Regions from separate parts of the Mus musculus genome. Here region 1 is linked to region 2. Evidence: chromatin contacts called from public promoter capture Hi-C data. All regions are on one chromosome and are shown on one strand. The core of a region is the stretch at or near the end of the contact, and the rest is flanking DNA. Distances in the headings are between cores, read along the strand shown.

Region 1 (5,827 bases), core at 1,620-4,119, 110 kb after region 2:
TCCTAGCCCCGACCACATTCCTGTTTCTAAACTGGACCTGAATGGCAGTCACAATCCCCTCCTTCTTCTAACCTGGAACTACCAGTTACCTACTCTTTGTCTCAGGGTCTGACTCTTTGTGTTTTAAGTTGGCATGGTCACTGTGTGACCTTTCCTTGATGGTGACGGGAGGGTGACACCCAGGAGGAAACCAGAACTCCTGCTTCCTGGTTGACAGGCACTGCCCTGGGAGGTGGACCAGGAGAGGGAAGTTCCAGAAGATGGGACATGACTCTCTCCTCACTCTCCCTGGGTCTCAGACACTCTCTGGTGGGAGCAGAAGTCAGCTCTCCCACTACCACTCCTCCTGTCAGCTCCGACCCTGCTCCCTGCTCCTTACCTCAAGGTGCCATCTGTCCCCAGCTCTCCCCCTCCGCCCTCTGTTAGCTGCTACAATTTTTTTTTTTAAATCAGAAACAAGTCCTGGTCCCTTGGTCTCAATATCCTCCTATCTCAAATTTATTTTCTCCAGATTATTTATTATTATTATTTAGGATCCAAAATCATATTGAGTAAATAAGCTTGCTTGTCCTCATCTTGCTAGTCAGTAAGTCCCAAGGTCATTTTGCCCCCTTGAGTCTGAGATGCTTGCAAGAGTGTGCTCTAGGCTGTGAAGGGAAGGAACTGAGAGAAAGAGGGAGATAAGAGAAGGCTAGGTTCCTGACCAACTCAGTCCTCATTGGGTCCTAACCCTCATTCCAGCTTTTTCTAATTTTACTGCTTTAAAAGAACAAAGATATTTATTTGATGTGTATGTATGAGCATGTATGTGAGAGTATGTGCCATAGTTCATGAGTTCATGTATGGGGGTCAGAGGTCAACTTTCATCATTCAGTTCTTTCCTTGGACCATGTGGGCCTGGAGACTTAAACTCAGATCAGGTCATTAGACTCACAGGGAAGTACATTTATCCACCGAACCATCTCTGGCTCCCATCTCCTTCCATCCATTCTGGTGGCTTTGTTGTTGTTGTTGTTGTTGTTTCTGGTTTTTGGTTTTGGTTTTTGGTTTTCTGACAGCATCTACTATCTAGTCCTGACTGACCTGGAATTTGCTATGTAGATCAGGCTGGCTTTGAACTCACAGAGATTCACCTACTCACCTTCCTGTGCCTTCAGAGTGCTGGAATTAAAGGCATGAGCCATCATGACCAGCATATTACTTCTGTTTTGTTTTGTTTAGACTTCCCTGGTAAGAGTATGTTCTTTACAATACTGAAGAACAGCACAGATACAGTAAAATGTGTCAAGTGTCCTACATACAAGCCAGATCAGCAGAGAACATTCTAGCTGCCTACATGGTTTCCCCATTCCAAAAGCACTGAATTGTGTAGGAGGTGGCAAGTTTTGTCTGTTCTGAAACTTTGCATCAGTGGAATAAGAAATGTCTGAATGTATGGTATAGTTCACTCCATATATAATCTCTAGGGTGTTTATCTGTAAAATACCTTAATTTGGAGACTGGTATGGCTCAGCAGATAAGAGAACTGCTGCTCTTCGTGAAGATTGGGGTTCAATTCCCAGCACCCACATGGTGGCTCACAGCCTTCTCTTACTCCAGTTCCAGGGAACCCAATGCTACCTTATGGCCTCTGCAGACACCAGGCACCCAAGTGGTAAACAGACACTCCTACATAGACACCCACACATCTAAGACAAAAAGTTTTTTTCAATCTTAATTCTCTCTCTCTCCTTCTCTCCCTCTTTTCTTTCCTTCCTTCCTTCCTTTCTCTCTCCCTCTCTTTCTTTCTTTCTTTCTTTCTTTCTTTCTTTCTTTCTTTCTTTCTCTCTCCCTCTCTTTCTTTCTCTCTCCCTCTCTTTCTTTCTTTCCTTCTTTCTTCCTTCCTTCCTCTCTCTCTTTCTTTCTTCCTTCCTTTCTCTCTCTTTCCTTCTTTCCTTCTTTCTTTTTTTCTTTCTTTCTTCCTCTCTCTCTCTTCCTCTCTCTTCCTCTTTCTCTCTCTTCCTCTCTCTCTCTTCCTCTCTCTCTTCCTCTCTCTTCCTCTCTCTCTCTCTCTCTCTCTCTCTCTCTCTCTCTCTCTCTCTCTCTCTCTCTCTGTGAGATGATGGTCTTCCTTTGTAGCTCAGGCATCAGAGGCTCTTGGCTCAGCCTCCAAGTAGCTGGAAGTTGAGGTGTGGACCACTGTGCCTGACTTTAGCCTGATCCCTTTGGGGGTTGGAGATTGAACTCAGGGTCTCCCACATTTTCTGTATGTTCTCTACAGTGAACTGAAGTCCTTTAGTCTTATTCTCCTGCCTCAGCTGTTCTCTCAACTGTCCTCTGCGTATCAACACCAGGTTCTCCTAAGTAGATACTGGCTAACAAGGAAGCAGCAGCTACAGGCTTTAGGCTCCAAACCCTTCCACCCTGCATCTCTTGTCCCTTGTGGTCTTTAGTCTCCTGGCTTCAACATTCTTCCTGATGTGTACTGCAGGCCCTGGGTTCTAACGCAAAAGCAGGACACTGGACAGCACGTCTGTATCACTCCTCATGCCTTCCAAAGCAGGTCACTTCTGATTTTGGCCAGGTTCAGCATGGGTGCCTGTCGCTGCAGCCAATGGGGGCGAACAGCTTATTAGTTTGATAAAGATCTGAAGGCCCTGCCCCGCCCCCTCCCCCAACTTCCCTGGGGCCCTGGCTCAGCCTAGACAGCTCCCACACCCTGAAGGCTGCTTCAGCCTCAGCATCTTCTATCCGCCCTCTCAGCGCCCTGCCTGCGGTTCCTCCCCATCAGCTCCTATAGGTCTCAAGCGCAGACGCCTGCTCACGGGCTACTGGCCCGGCTCCGCCTCATCTGCCAGGCTCACATCCCTCCCGCCCCGCCAAGGGCAGCAGCTGCTCCCGGCTCCAGAGGCATTCGCGGGACAGTGGTTCCCGCTGACTGCTCCATCACTGACTGCTCCATCACTCTTCGCTGTCTGGCTTCCCTTGTCTACCTCGTTTCTAACTGTGTGGCTTTAGCCATAGTGTCCGGGATTGAGCCCTCTCTTGGCTCCTGAAGAGCGGCCATGGCCACCTATAAAGTCAAGGTGGCCACGGGCACTGACTTCTTTTCGGGGACGCTGGATTCAATTTCACTGACCATCGTGGGGACCCAAGGAGAGAGCCATAAGCAGCGGTTGAACCACTTTGGGAGAGACTTTGCCACGGGGGCGGTAAGTGCGCACGCGTCACCCAGGATGGATGGAGGCTTGGGGTGGATGGAGGTATCCGGTAGGCAGCCAGAGCTGGGCCAGGGGACTGGAGAACCAAGGACAACTCTAACACTGTGGGCTCCCAACTGGTTTCCTATCTCTCCCCACACATATTCATCCTCTTTGCTCACTCTTCTCTCATTCTTTCCAACCAATACATCCTTCTCCCTCTTCTTTCCTTGCCCCCTCCTCTTCTCTTTGAGCTTATCCACCTCTCTCAGTTCTCTTCCACACCTTAAGGTTTCTTCTATTCTCATGCCTTTCCATCACCTCTCTCCCATCCTTACTCACTCTTCCTCAGCCACGTTGCATCACAACTGGCTTCCATTTGCATTGGATTCTCTGTGACTTCAAATGGCATCCGACCAGCCTGGCCAGTGGGGACTTGCTTTGCCCTAATGGAAGCCACTCTGTGATTTTGATAGCCTTCTGCTCCTGTGTGATCCGAATAGGCTCCGTCATCTGTGTGGCCACTTCTGAATTCCTACATCTTCCTTGAAAAGTGGGAGAAGGGCAGGGGGGCACTCTGCTGTCCAGTCTAGGAGTGCAGGATGCTAGGGAGTCCTGGGCGCTGACTCTTTTGCCCCCAAGATTCTAAATAGCTCCTGCAGCCTCAAGCGACTGGGACCTTAGGAAGGATGGATAAGGCAGGGGTCTTTCCCTGCCTTGGGTAAATGGGCCCAGCAGAGGGCAGCCAAGTCAGGGGGTTCACATCTGTGCCTTCTCTTTATCCTTGCTCTGTGCACTCCTCAGTCCAGCAGGGGAGTGTTACTAACATGAGCAGGTAAAGGGTAAGCCTTCAGGAACTGGCCAGGTCACTCAGCCCCCATGTTTTGTGCAGGTGGATGACTACACGGTACAGTGCCAGCAGGACCTGGGGGAGCTTATCATCATCCGTCTGCACAAGGAGCCTCATTCCTTCCTAGCCAAGGACCCCTGGTACTGCAACTATGTGCAGATCTGTGCTCCCGACTGCCGTGTCTACCACTTCCCAGCTTACCAGTGGATGGATGGCTATGAGACCCTGGCACTCCGGGAGGCCACAGGTGAGCCAGCACTGACCACCTCATCCCATGCAGGGAGTTTCCTTACTCTTGCCCAGCTACTCCAGATTGGCCACTTCGGGATCCCATCAAGTCAATCAGGCATGGCCAGCCTTAGTGCCCATTGCTGCTCTGGGCTTAGCTTAGGGCTGCACAGTGAAGGAACCCAAGTGTATGAGGCCCAGGGAGTACTACCAGCTCATGCAGAGAGCACTATCAGCCTCATGCAGAGAGCATTCCCAGATCCTGAGGTCCAGGGAACTCTATCAACTCATTCAGAGAGCATTCCCACATCTTGAGGCCCAGGGAGCACTATCAGCTCATGCAGGGAGCACTATCAGCTCATGCAGAGAGCATTCCCAGATCCTGAGGCCCAGGGAGCTCTATTAGCTCATGCAGAGACTATTCCCACATCTTGAGGCCCAGGGATCACTATCAGCCTCATGCAGAGAGCATTCCCAGATCCTGAGGCCCAGGGAGCACTATCAGCTCATGCAGGGAGCATTCCCAGATCCTGAGGCCCAGGGAGCACTATCAGCTCATACAGAGACTATTCCCACATCTTGAGGCCCAGGGATCACTATCAGCCTCATGTGGGGAGCACTATCAGCTCATGGGGAGACCATTCCCACATCCTGAGGCCCAGGGAGCACTATCAGCTCATGCAGAGAGCATTCCCAGATCAGATCAGTCTTCCCTTCATGCTTCACTCTCTCTTGACTCCTATTGGATGCCTGGTGTGCTACAAGGACCTCTGTGGCTCTCTGGAGCAGGATTCTGTTTCTACAATAGGATGCTCCATTGTTCCAGTCAGATCTGTGTTCTACTTAGAAGCCTAGTTTCTTAGCTCTCCAGGTCACCAAGCCCTTGAATATGATTTTATTGTTTGCTTGAGAAAGGGTCTCTCTCTATAGTCCCAGATGTCCTGGATCTCACTATGTAGACTGAGAATCTCATAGAGACCCTTCTGCCTCTGCCTCCTAAGTGCTGGGATTAAAGACGTGTGCTACCATGACAAGCCTTGTCATAGTGGAGGTCAAAGGACAATTTGTGGGGATTGGTTCTCTCTTTCTACCATGGGAATCTTGGTGATCAAACTCAGTCATCTAGCTTGGCAGAAAGGGCCTATATCCATGCAGCCAATCTCATTGGCCTGATTTTCTTTCTTCCTTCCTTCCTTTCTTTCTTCCTTCCTTCCTTCCTTCCTTCCTTTCTTCCTTCCTTCCTTCCTTTCTTTCTTTCTTTCTTTCTTTCTTTCTTTCTTTCTTTCTTTCTTTTTTTTTGTGATACTAAGGATTTGAACTCAGGGTCTTATGTATGGTAGATGGAAACTTTACAATTGAGCTATATTCTTACTGGTTTCCTAGCTGAGCATTATATGAATATATACAATGTTCAGCTAGGAAACCACTAAGAATACATAAGAATACATACATATATATTAGTGTATATATATATATATATATATGTACATATATATATATACTAGTAGTATATTACTATATAAGAGTATAGTATATATACTATACACACACATACACATATATGTTGCTT
Region 2 (5,572 bases), core at 65-2,564:
TCAAGGAATATAAGAAAAACCAAGAGCTAATTCATCGGGAATTGCTAACGTATAGAATTGGAAATGGATTTAATTTATATATATTTTTGGAGTAAACAGCTCACACTGTAGCCTGGAGCTCCTAGCAATCCTCCTGCCTCAGGCTCCAGAGTGCTAAAATTACAAGCCTACTGTCAGAAACCTTGCAGGATTTTAAAGAACAAAATAGTAAGGACACATAAGCAAAAAATGTGCAAGAGAGTGGATTTTGAGTGTACCTAGCCCAGGAATGTAGACCATGCCACTGGCTGAAAGCTCTTCCTAGGAAAACAGGATACTTAAGAAAATACAAACGGAAGAAATGAACTGGGCTTGTCAGTGGTGCAGTGAGATAATTAGAAATTCAAGGCCAGCCTGGGCTGAATTAAAGGCCAACTTGGGCTGGACAGAGAGACCTTGTCTTGAATAAACAAAAACCAAATACAAAACAGACAGGTAGGATAGAGAACCCAGAAATGCAGTTCCAAATTCATGATTTATACACCCACAGATTCAACTGTTATCTGTCTGTCTGTCTGTCTGTCTGTCTAACCTACACCTCTACCCATCCCATCTAGAAGATTGCATCTGTATTGAGTAGTAGACTTTCCCGGCATCATATTCCCTAACTTAGGTCTTACTGCTGTCTCACAGTATTTTTATTGTATTAGGTAGTTAGGTGATCTAGGAATTAATCAATGAAGCCTAGAGAATTACAGACCCTATGCAAATACTGTGTCATATACAATATTATGTCTGTATATATAATAGACCTAAGCATCTGCTTGAATTGAATATTATGGGGCATTGTAAAGGCAATACACCAAAGATACTGAAAAAAGACTGTATTTTCAAAGATCATATTAAGGGTAGCATCTAAATTTTCGTGGAAACCAGACAATTTAACCAAGGTCTTCGGAAAGAACTCGGTCATATTAATGTTTACTCTATATATTTTATTTATATATAATTATTATTTTCTACCTCCCCCCAGGGTATCTCTGTGTAACTCTGGCTGACCAGGAACTCGCTTTGTAGACCAGGCTAGTCTCGAAGTCACGAATCCACGTGCCTCGGCCTCCCGAGTGCTGGGGTTAAAGGCGTGCGCCCCACCACCGCCCAATTTAAATATTTAATTTTTTATAACTAGAAAAAGGAGCGTGCACATCTTGGGACACAGTTTCAAACTAGTAAAAAGAAGCCTCTTAGGCCACACCTTCGTTCTGTTTCAATGACTACATCACAAAAAACGTAGCCAATGAGAGTGGGCTGAGTGGCGGCTCAGCCAATGGACCTAGAGCGGGAGATTCGAAAGCGTCCGGGTCGCGGGGTAAACCGGTTCTCCGTGTGCGAGCGCCTAGTGGCGTAGGCTGCGGCTTTGCGGGGAACTGCGGGGGCTGCAGTGGTCCACGGGGCTGATCGGGTTCCGTTGGGCGGATCCACGTGCCCGCTATCCGCCTGGAAGGAGAGGTGCAGGAGTACCCCCGACCTTGGCTGCGTGCTGACTCGCTTCCTTCTGCCCGCCCAGGCTTGCACTCCCCGGGGATCTGCCTCTGCATCTCTTGCCTTCGCTGTTGTTTCCCTCTCTGTCCAGCTCCCCTCCCGCTCTCGCCCTGGAGAATGGCTCAGAAGGAGAACGCCTACCCGTGGCCCTACGGCTCAAAGACGGTAAGGTCCTGGCCACATTCCCCGCCCCACGTCCCCCGGAAGAAGAGTCCATGAAGATAGAGGCTGGCCTTGCAAATGGCCGGACTCTAAGCGTTTCCGACGTGTGGGCCTCAAGAATTTGCTTGCAAAACTCAGTCTGATCACTTGCAGTCTTACCGTAGCAGATGTTGCCAACCTGAATCTGAGGGCTTCCGTAGAGCTGAGCCTGCTCGTCACGTACAATAATAGTTGGGACTGAGCAAACATCATCGTGCTTTCGGGTCGTGAATCTCACTCTCGAGTCTGAAAAAATTAACTACACAGGAAATAGATTATAGAATAGAAGGTTACGGTTTAAAAGGTTCCGAATGATCTAAATATTTATGTACGGCCCTGGGTATGAAACCCCAGAGCTTCCAAGTTTTGATGTACCATCCATACTACACTCCAGCTTTGGAATGTATCGTACTGAGCGGTGGGAAGTAAGAATCCAAGTAGATTTGAAATGCTGTGTGTATGTGCGTGCGTGTGCGCCACACTGGAGATAGTAAGCACGGTGGTGCACACCTGTAATACAGCACACCCGTAACGCACTTGGCTACATGATGGGATCCTGTGGCCACCCCCAGATGAAGAGCCCTTCACTGTATATAGTCTGTTCCCTGTTGGTGGGACCTGAGCATCCTGGACAGTCTATCTCTTTCCTTGTCCCAGCTTCCTCCTCTGTGGAGCCCTGAGTCAAACTGACAAGCGTGCAGTCCTGTTACTTTTACCCTGATTTACTATCACAGGAAAATATCTATTACTCAGAGAACTTTGAAAGTGAAGTGACCCAAGTGTAAACATATCTTTTATTCTCCTGGCCTAATTTGTCATCCCCGAGGGTCACAGTGTGGTCAAATATCCTGCAACACCCCTAAAGCCATCAGTATCCCTATGTTCTGTTCCTAGAAAGAGATGAAGTTTTGTTTCAACTTCACAAGCTCAGGCTCTTACATAAGCCTGGGTGATGTGTTTAGAACTATCCAGACTGGGCAGTGATGTGCCTGCGGTGGGCTGGGGTCAGGGGAATTGGTGTAGTAGCCTCTTGCCTTGGGTTGTTTTGTCATTCGTTCATTTACTTTGCTTTTTAATTATTTTTGTGGAGGGTGATGTTAAAACAAGGTCTTCTAGCTGGGCGGCGGCGGTGGTGGTGCACTAATTTAATCCCAGCACTTGGGAGGCAGAGGCAGGTGGATCTCTGAGTTCAAGGCCAGCCTGGTCTACAGAGTGAGTTCCAGGACAGCCAGGGCTCCACAGAGAAACCCTGTCTCAAAAAACAAAAAACAAAACAAAACAAGGTCTTCTTTAGCTCAGGCTGCAGGCTGCCTTTCTCCTAACCAGGAGCCTCCACCTCCTTAGTGCTGGGGTTGTGGATGTGTGCTGGACGCTCTCAAGTTGTTTCATTCTTTTTATTCATTTTATTTTTGCAAGTTACTTTTGTTTTTCTCAAGACAGTTTCACTGAGTAGCGCTGGCCATCCTGGAACTCAGTCTGGCCTAGAACTCAGAGGTCTCCCTGCCTCTGCCTCCCAAGTGTGTGCCACTGCTGCTGGCTGCCAGTTGTTTCTTAATAACCCCTTTCACGTGGAGCAATGAGTAGATTCTTGGCTAGGCAGGCAGACCGTGCTGTATCAGTATTGTTCTGTGAACTGTGAGTGGATGGGTCCTTTAGCAAGCAGCTGAAATGCGCCTTGTAGCATATTCTGGCCAGGTTACCGGGACAAGGACGCCCTCAGAGTCACCCTTTGCTCCTCAGTCTCAGTCTGGCCTGAACACGTTGTCCCAGAGAGTCCTACGGAAGGAGCCCGCCACGACATCTGCGCTTGCTCTCGTGAACCGGTTCAACAGCCAGTCCACAGGTACCTTGGATGATGGGAAGAGGGAGGTGGGGGGGGAAGCTGGGAATGTCAAAGGATGGACTCAACATAATTCTCTCTCCTTAGCTGCCCCTGGCCAGAAGTTGGCTGAGAACAAGAGTCAGGGCTCCACTGCCTCGCAAGGATCCCAGAACAAGTAGGGAAACTTAAACAGTGATGGGGGAGAAATGGGGGAGGATAAGGGGAGCACGGATAGTGAGAGATCAGCCACCTGGAGACTCTGAGCCAGCCAGCTAACTCTTCCCCATATTCCCGCTCTTCTAATCAGGCAGCCTTTCACTATTGACAACTTTGAGATTGGGCGTCCTTTGGGCAAAGGCAAATTTGGAAACGTGTACTTGGCTCGGGAGAAGAAGAGCCGTTTCATCGTGGCACTCAAGATCCTCTTCAAGTCTCAGATTGAGAAGGAGGGGGTAGAGCACCAGCTTCGCCGAGAGATCGAAATCCAGGCGCACCTGAAGTATGCTGTCACCCTGACCCTGGTCCCTCTGCTAACGGGATCACCTCACTCGACTGTCTCTGTCTTACTCCGCCTAGACCACCTGCCCCACCCAGCTCCTAGATGCAGCCTGAAGCTTCTTTTCTCCTTGCATCCCCCAGACATCCCAACATCCTTCAACTCTACAACTACTTCTACGACCAGCAGAGGATCTACTTAATCCTGGAATACGCCCCTCGCGGGGAACTCTACAAGGAACTGCAGAAGAGTCGGACCTTCGATGAGCAGCGGACTGCCACGGTCAGGGCCTACCTGGTGTGGGATCTAGTGCCTGGGCCATTGCTGGAAACAGAGGGCCTAATTGCCTCTTGTGTGGACCCTCACAGATCATGGAGGAACTGTCAGATGCCCTGACCTACTGCCACAAGAAGAAGGTAATTCACAGAGACATAAAGCCGGAGAACCTGCTGTTAGGTCTGCAGGGAGAACTGAAGATTGCAGACTTTGGCTGGTCGGTGCATGCCCCATCCCTGAGGTATGGAGGGACTTGGGGGGCTGTTCCTGATGTGAGGCTGTGACGTTCTTTATAAAAGTCTTCAGTGTCTTGTTCCTCAGGAACATTTGGGTTTTGTTTTGTTTTGTTTTTTTCTCCTTGCAGTATAGACATAGTGATTACTTTACAGAAATAGGCGACTCAAGAATTCATGCCCTAGCCGGGCAGTGGTGGGGGCACACGCCTTTAATCCCAGCACTTGGGAGGCAGAGGCAGGTGGATTTCTGAGTTCGATCGAGGCCAGCCTGGTCTACAGAGTGAGTTCCAGGCAGAGAAATCCTGTCTCGAAAAAAACAAACAAACAAAAGGAATTCATGCCCTAAATGTTCTACTACTTCTTTTTTTTTTTTTTAATTAAATATAGTGGACCCTCCCTCACCACATTGTTGAGAAAACTCCCTTTCTACAGACTGAGAACTGATTGGTTGGTTGAGACAGGATCTGGTCTTACGTAGCACAGGATGACTTCAAACTCATTACATAGCCAAAGATAACTTTAATTTCTGATTCTCCTTGCCTCTGCCTCCAAAAATACTAGGATTACAGGCGTATATCACCATGCCAAGTTTACCCTTGCAAAATCCTGTTCTTTTTAGAAGGAAATATGGTCTCCCTATGTTGCCTTAAAGGTCCAGGTTTAAGTGAATGGCTGCTATTCCAGGCGTACCCTACAGTGCCTGCTTACCCATGTCACATTTTATTTGGTTTGGTTTGGTTTGGTTTTAGGGTATTGGGGGTGGAACCGAGGGTCTTACCTCTGCTAGGCTCCATGCTAGCTCTCTGACTCATCTACAGGCTTCAAAACCTCTTCCCAAGAGTACCCTGCAGCCCAAGATGGCCTCAAACTGACAATCTTATGTCAGCTGCTCAAGTGTTGGGATTAAGCCAGGTGTTGTGGCACACACCTGTAAATCCAGCTGTAGGGAGGCAGTGGTAGTCAGGGTAACAGATGAAGTCAAGGCCAGTGAGTTCCAGGCCAGCAAAGGCTAGGAGAGAG

What was found. Capture Hi-C pulls out chosen DNA fragments and counts their contacts.
Region 1: a promoter capture Hi-C map of liver shows a contact between it and region 2. The contact joins the promoter of Alox12b here to the promoter of Aurkb in region 2. A contact is called at or near these places in 3 of 39 promoter capture datasets (the 3T3-L1 cell line, cranial neural crest and second pharyngeal arch cranial neural crest), 1 of 15 datasets of contacts at CTCF or cohesin (the NIH/3T3 cell line), 1 of 484 Hi-C or Micro-C datasets (cerebral cortex), 7 of 115 datasets of contacts at active chromatin or transcription factors (the SCID.adh cell line, embryonic forebrain, embryonic limb bud and 2 more) and 3 of 9 other capture datasets (adipose tissue, liver and pancreatic islet).

Annotation. Positions count from the first base shown.
Region 1 is chr11:69,154,203-69,160,029 of GRCm38.p6, forward strand. Alox12b (arachidonate 12-lipoxygenase, 12R type) reads left to right here and starts at 2,870. Exons shown (of 15, transcript NM_009659.2): 1 at 2,870-3,191; 2 at 4,072-4,276. The coding sequence starts at 3,045.
Region 2 is chr11:69,044,323-69,049,894 of GRCm38.p6, forward strand. Aurkb (aurora kinase B) reads left to right here and starts at 1,315. Exons shown (of 8, transcript NM_011496.2): 1 at 1,315-1,686; 2 at 3,463-3,565; 3 at 3,650-3,719; 4 at 3,852-4,043; 5 at 4,184-4,322; 6 at 4,409-4,557. The coding sequence starts at 1,639.